Linked DNA regions of Mus musculus: region 2 is linked to region 1. A link is a contact called in public Hi-C data. All regions are on one chromosome and are shown on one strand. Each heading gives the region's core, a stretch centred on a gene start, on an enhancer-like site or on the middle of the called end of the contact. The rest is flanking DNA. Distances are from core to core; before and after follow the strand shown.

Evidence for each region. Hi-C and Micro-C count contacts between places; a contact is called where the count stands out from the background.
Region 2: a Hi-C map of adipose-derived mesenchymal stem cells shows a contact between it and region 1, with 2.6 times the contacts expected there. The contact joins the promoter of Pi15 here to the enhancer-like site in region 1. A contact is called at or near these places in 1 of 39 promoter capture datasets (macrophages), 4 of 484 Hi-C or Micro-C datasets (adipose-derived mesenchymal stem cells, macrophages and uterus) and 1 of 115 datasets of contacts at active chromatin or transcription factors (the NIH/3T3 cell line).

What each region holds. Positions count from the first base shown.
Region 1 is chr1:17,488,195-17,491,087 of GRCm38.p6, forward strand. No RefSeq gene overlaps it. Among named protein-coding and RNA genes, the nearest start is that of Pi15, 110 kb to the right of the region's middle. Within about 2 kb of position 1,492, at least 51 of the 459 cell types and tissues checked have an H3K27ac peak or open chromatin away from gene starts, as enhancers often do. A contact at or near this core is called in the NIH/3T3 cell line, adipose-derived mesenchymal stem cells and uterus, where this site is marked.
Region 2 is chr1:17,600,405-17,603,297 of GRCm38.p6, forward strand. Pi15 (peptidase inhibitor 15) reads left to right here and starts at 1,497. Exons shown (of 6, transcript NM_053191.2): 1 at 1,497-1,638; 2 at 2,173-2,480. The coding sequence starts at 2,175.

The sequences.
Region 1 (2,893 bases), core at 242-2,741:
TGGCACAGTGACACAAAGAGGAATAGCAATGGCTTTGAGGCCACTGCAGAGTTCTTCCTGGTGTTAGGTATTAGAAACTGATAGCTGTATGGTAGCCACTGTGACCCACTGGATACCTATAGAGTATGCCAGATCTCAGAGAAGATTCAACAGAGTATAAAACTTTAGAACACAGATGAAGCCATATTTATTTCCCCATCTCATTTTAATGCCTTCTTTCCCATGTGTATGTGTTCATATCTTACATAAATTGCTTTGGGACAAAAAGTATTAACCTGAATATTTTGGTCAGGTGCTAGTACAGCAAAGATAACTATGGAGTCATCTGCATCTTTATTTGAATCACATTTTTCTTTTACTGTTTAAGCTCAGATCAGTTAATTGCTCAACATATGCTCTTATCTTCAACCATCCAAATACTACCAATGCTGCTGCTTGTACTGATGAAACAGTATGTATTACTTATTAAAAATGTAAAATGATAAATAATTGGTTCTTGGCCACTGTAATGCACAGTACATGATAAATATTTATATTTGTTTTTCTGCCACCTTTTTTGGCTATCTATTGGGGATCAGGCTCAGTTCTAAGGTTGACTGTGTTGGATAGTTTTATATCAACTTGACACATGCTAGAGTCATTAGACAGGAGGGAACACTAGCTGAAGAAATGTCTCTACAAGATCCAGCAGCTTGTTTCTTAATTAGCAATGCAGAAGAGCTCCACCTATTATGCACATGGTCACTCTTGGGCTGATAGTCCTGACCACTATAAGACATCAGGCTGAGTAAGCCATGAAGAGAAACCAATAAGCAGCACTCCTTTGTAGCCTCTGCTTCCACTCCTCCCTCCAGGTTCCTTCCCTGTGTGAGAGTTCCTGCCGTGGGCTTCTTTGGCTGAGATTTAGGATGTGTAGGCAAAATAATCCTATCCTCTCCAAGTTGCTTTTGGTCATGGAGTGCCATCACAGCAATAGTAAGCCTATCTAAGACGATGGACATGTTTAGCAAAATGACTGTCCTTCAAATGTCTCTTACATGAGTCCCCATTTACTAGGGTTTTTAAACTGAAAGTGGTCTTAGGAAGTATCTATCCTCTATACCTCATGACAAATAAGGAAGAGAAGCCTAGCCAGTTCAAATGGTTTGGCTAAAGATCCTGTAGATGTCAGGTCATGTTCTCTGGCTTGCTGTGTCATGGCCCTTCCTTGTTGGTAATACATTGCTCATATCCTGCTGGGCTCAATAGTGTTGAAAAAGTGAAACATAAAAACATAAAAACTAGGCCTTTAGGCCCAGGCTTGAGAATGTGACCTTTGTGACTCAATGCTCCAGGGCATGCTAATCATAAAACAGATAGCTACATTCCTCCACCCACCTGCTTCCTGGGTTCAGGGAGTGTTTGTTCAAAAAGGACCACCCTGACCATTTATGGAACCTGCTATGCAAATGTGCTATTGTTAGGGACTCATAGAAACTGTGTTGAGAAATAACCCACACAATTACTGCCACATACACGTCAGTGAAGTCTGCTTGACAGGCTGAGAAGCCTGGGAGCACTCACGAGGCCAAGAGTTTCACGGAAACTCACCTCCTGGAGTTTTGGCGTCCTCATTAGCCCGTATACTCATACCCTATCCCTGCGTCAGTCTGGTGTATGGATCCACATGCTCTCTTTTAGTATTATCTTATTATAAGTGCCTTTTAAGATTGAATTCTTCCAAGGTTCCAGAAGCCTATGAGCTTAGAATCTGGTTGGAATGCAGTAAGGAAGTTACCTATTCAGTAACTAATTAAGCATTACAAAAGATGTAGCCAAAGCAGCTCAAAACTGGTCTGCAGAGTGTTTACCACATAAGAGCCAGGGAATCCCACTGAGCTAGAAATCTTCAGTACAGGCTACATTGCATATTAGAAGCAAGTTGGTGAATTCTTCTGACAAATGGAGATTCTCCACAGATACTTAAAAGTTACTAGAAATTATCAGGACCCAGGAAATAGGGGGGTTGTGGTATTGCAGTATTCATGAGAAGGTCTGCTAAGGTGGGTTTAACAATAGGTCTGGTGGTGGGTTTAACAATAGACTAGCTTTACACCTGGCTCCCTTATTAGTGGCAGCAGCCTGGTCCCTGCCTTCTTTTGATGTATACATTCCTTTTGTATTGTGTCACTGTGACTTGGTAGATTGTGTCTCGTCTGGTTTCTTGCTATTCTTCTGTATAGAAAGTTTGATGCTCGACCTGACAAAATACATTCAGATTCTACACAATCTCATGTGTTGGTCTGTCTGTCATTCACCGACTCTTTGCCCACCTGCAACCAGAGACCCGTTCCACACAGACAAGGGACCCAGAGGGTCTGTGGCAAATTACCAGGTATTCCTTGTGACTCTTGAGACTTTGCACTTCCCCGTGACTCTTAACCGGTATTTTTGGTATTTCCAACAACATCCTCCCCACTCCCTTGAGTTGTGGTTTCTTCCTTTAAATACCCCCTTACCCAGCTACTCAGGGCACCACGTCCTCTACCCCAGCGTATGACTGTCGACCCGAGAGCGCTTTTGAAATAAAAGTCCTCTTGCAGTTTGCATCAAGACCATTTCTCCTGAGTGATTTTGGGTGTTGCCTCTCCTGAGTCAGAACGTGGGGGAGTCCTCACATTGTGGGTCTTGCAGTGTTTGAACAACTGCAGAAAATGGCTACCTAAAATATAATGATGGCACTTTACAGAAAAAGATATTTTGTTTCATGAATTCATGAAAAACTATAACCTATTTATTGTGCTGACTTTAAACATAATGGTTTTGAGTCATTTAAATAATAATCCTGGGTGATCCTTTCAAATTCTGGGAACCTGAAAAAAATTAGGCTAAGACTCAAATGACTGAAGCTGTT
Region 2 (2,893 bases), core at 247-2,746, 110 kb after region 1:
CTCACCTTGATACTGAAACTGAAAAGTCAATAGCACTTGATGTGTTATTGATTTTTCAGTTTTGGTTCTTCTAAAGTGACTTCACTTTAGTTAAGACTTCAACCCTCATCAAAGCCTGAAAGCTTGCTGCCTCATCACAGCTCACTCAGAGGCACTTCTGACTCAGATTCTTAACTGCCTTCTTCAGAAATCTATTTAAGGCTCCCTCTCCAAAGGGTGCATATCTTTTCTCTATCATTTTAAAATTTACTCACAAAGAGTTAAAGGCAGGCATTGGGTCACACAGATTGAGAGTGATCTGAGTGGGAGCAAATCCTAGGAGACCTGGATTCCAGTCCAGTCTGCCACATACTCATTGGTTTGATGGCTGTGAATTCACATGATGCTCACCCTGCAAAAACATGCTGACGACAGTTCCATCAGTAGGCTGAGCAAATATGTTTGTGTTTTTCTGAATACCTGTTCTGACTGGTTGTAAATGGTCCAGATTTTGTTAGTGAGAAAATGGCACATAACATTTCAGGGGATCTTTTCATTACAGATTACAATAGTATTATTTGCATTCTTTCTCTGCCTTTGCCAGATGTGGATTTTGCTTCAGTGGCATCTTCTCAGTAAGTCCTTTTTGGCTGCTGCTGCTGCTGTATGATTCTTCATGGTCTCCATTGTACTATATAATGATATGATGGGGAAGCTCAATTTTTCCTTGCTTGAAATTTCAGGTATATGTTACTAAGCCTGGAACAGATGTTATCTTGGCTTCTGTCATTTGCTGTGAGTTTTATTTCACATTTTACACAAGGCAGATAGAAAGCAGGTAATTAGCTAACTGTACTGTTTTGGAGAAAGAAAAAAAGGAGTGAAGATGGAATGAGAAGAGATAAATATATAAATTGCAGGAATAAAACCACATGGAGACGGACAGCACAGCCACTAGAGCATGTATTATCCTAACATCATAAGCTATAGTTTGGTTACTACTGACTTGCCTGGAATCCTCGTGAATAATATTTGTGGCCACCCAGACTAACTGTGTGAGTCGATCTCTTGATTTAATATCAGCATGATTTTTTAGCTCCTATGTCATTTGCTGGCATCTAAACAGAAAATGTACTGCTTGTTACTCAGGCATCTGTGTTTTCAAGAACCCACAGTCTTTTAATTCCTCCCCCCCCCCCTTCTTCCTTTCCCTTGTCTTTTTGGTATGGGAGCCAGGAGCTAGAGCATACTAAGAAAGAAAAATTAACCACTCACTGAAAAGGTAGAAAAGGGGGGTGTCTCATGATTTGTGCTTTGTAAGCTGTGGGTGTGACTCAATTTCCTCACTGCCACATAAAAAGGTTGCCACCCAATCTCTGTTGTTGGTTGTTTTTTTTTTTTTTTCTTTTCTGTCCCAAGCCCCTCCCCTTGGATTTTGGCTGAGAGACCCTAAGAGAGCCTGCCCTTTCTGGACTTTGCAAACTGACATATAAAAGCTGTTAGCTGTTTCTGTAGCCAGCAGCATTCAAATCTTGCAGACTCTTGCACTCTGAGAGCTTGTAATAAGACATACTCCTCTTACAAGAGTTGATGCTACAACATAACAAAGAAACTTACGTTGTTGGAGGAGCAGTGTATTCATTTTGGCATTGTGCAGAGGTAAGCTACTTGGATTAACTAGATTTTATTGCATGAATTATCTTAAAGCAGTTTACATCATTTTCCCCCTTAGCAGTGAGACTGGGTTTCTGTACTACCCTATGTCACTCGGTATGCAGAATGTCTGGGACAAATTATCAGCACATTTGCTGTGGCTACCTATATTTGTCTTCTTCATTCTCAGGGTCAGCTTGGGTTGCTAAAGATTCCTGGCTGGAAACAGGCATTGTAGTAATGTGTCTTGCAGTTCAAGCATTTGGGCAAAGTATTCCCATTCATTTTAAACGGAATGTTCATGGTTTCTTTCTTTAACTCTAGAAAGTTCCTTTTAAGAGGTATGACGCATAGCATACCCAAATGAAATTACATTAGATTCAGGCAACAATTTTGAGGATTTTGGGAGAATGTCCATCCACACAATTCTCCCTAGAGATGACAATGTAAATTCATACCCTATTGCTCTTTTCTGATTGCTTGTTTGTTGTTTGATTGATTTTGTAAAGGCTCTAACTCTACACTGTTTTTGCTTCAAAGCAATGCAAAGCTGGAGGACTTCTCCATCCCTGAAAATGATAATGAACTCTGCAGTCAGCCTTGTGATTCTTTTGTCCCTTCTCTGTGAAGCACATACTGTCGTTTTACTAAATCCCACTGACTCATCTCTGCCAGCCAATAACTTCACTGATACTGAAGCCGCCCTCAGCACACCACTAGAGTCTGCGGATATCCCCAAAGCCAGGCGGAAGCGTTACATTTCTCAGAATGACATGATCGCCATTCTCGATTATCATAATCAAGTCCGGGGCAAAGTGTTCCCACCAGCAGCAAACATGGAATATATGGTAAGAGGAATTTGTCCTTTCTTGAGAAAGCTTTCCTTTGTGTGTTAAAAAGATCTAAATGGACCACAGTGCATGTTTGCCAAGGGATACAGTATACATGTTTGAACAACCTATGAATGTTTTTTAATGTATCTTCTAATGTTAAATTGTGTTCTTTTACGGATTAATGTATGTGAGACAGACAGGACAGGTGGATCTATATAGATTTTCTTCTGTGAGTTCCATAACCACATGAGACACATTTTCTATAAGGAGGAAAACAATTGGGTATACTGACTGCCCACATTTGGAAAGTCATTTTTCAGAGCATAATTCATGAGGTTTTTGTTTGTTTGTTTGTTTGTTTGTTTGTTTTTTGTTTTTCTGTGTTTTCTGAACCTAAAGGCCATATTTATCCACTAAAATCGCTGTTG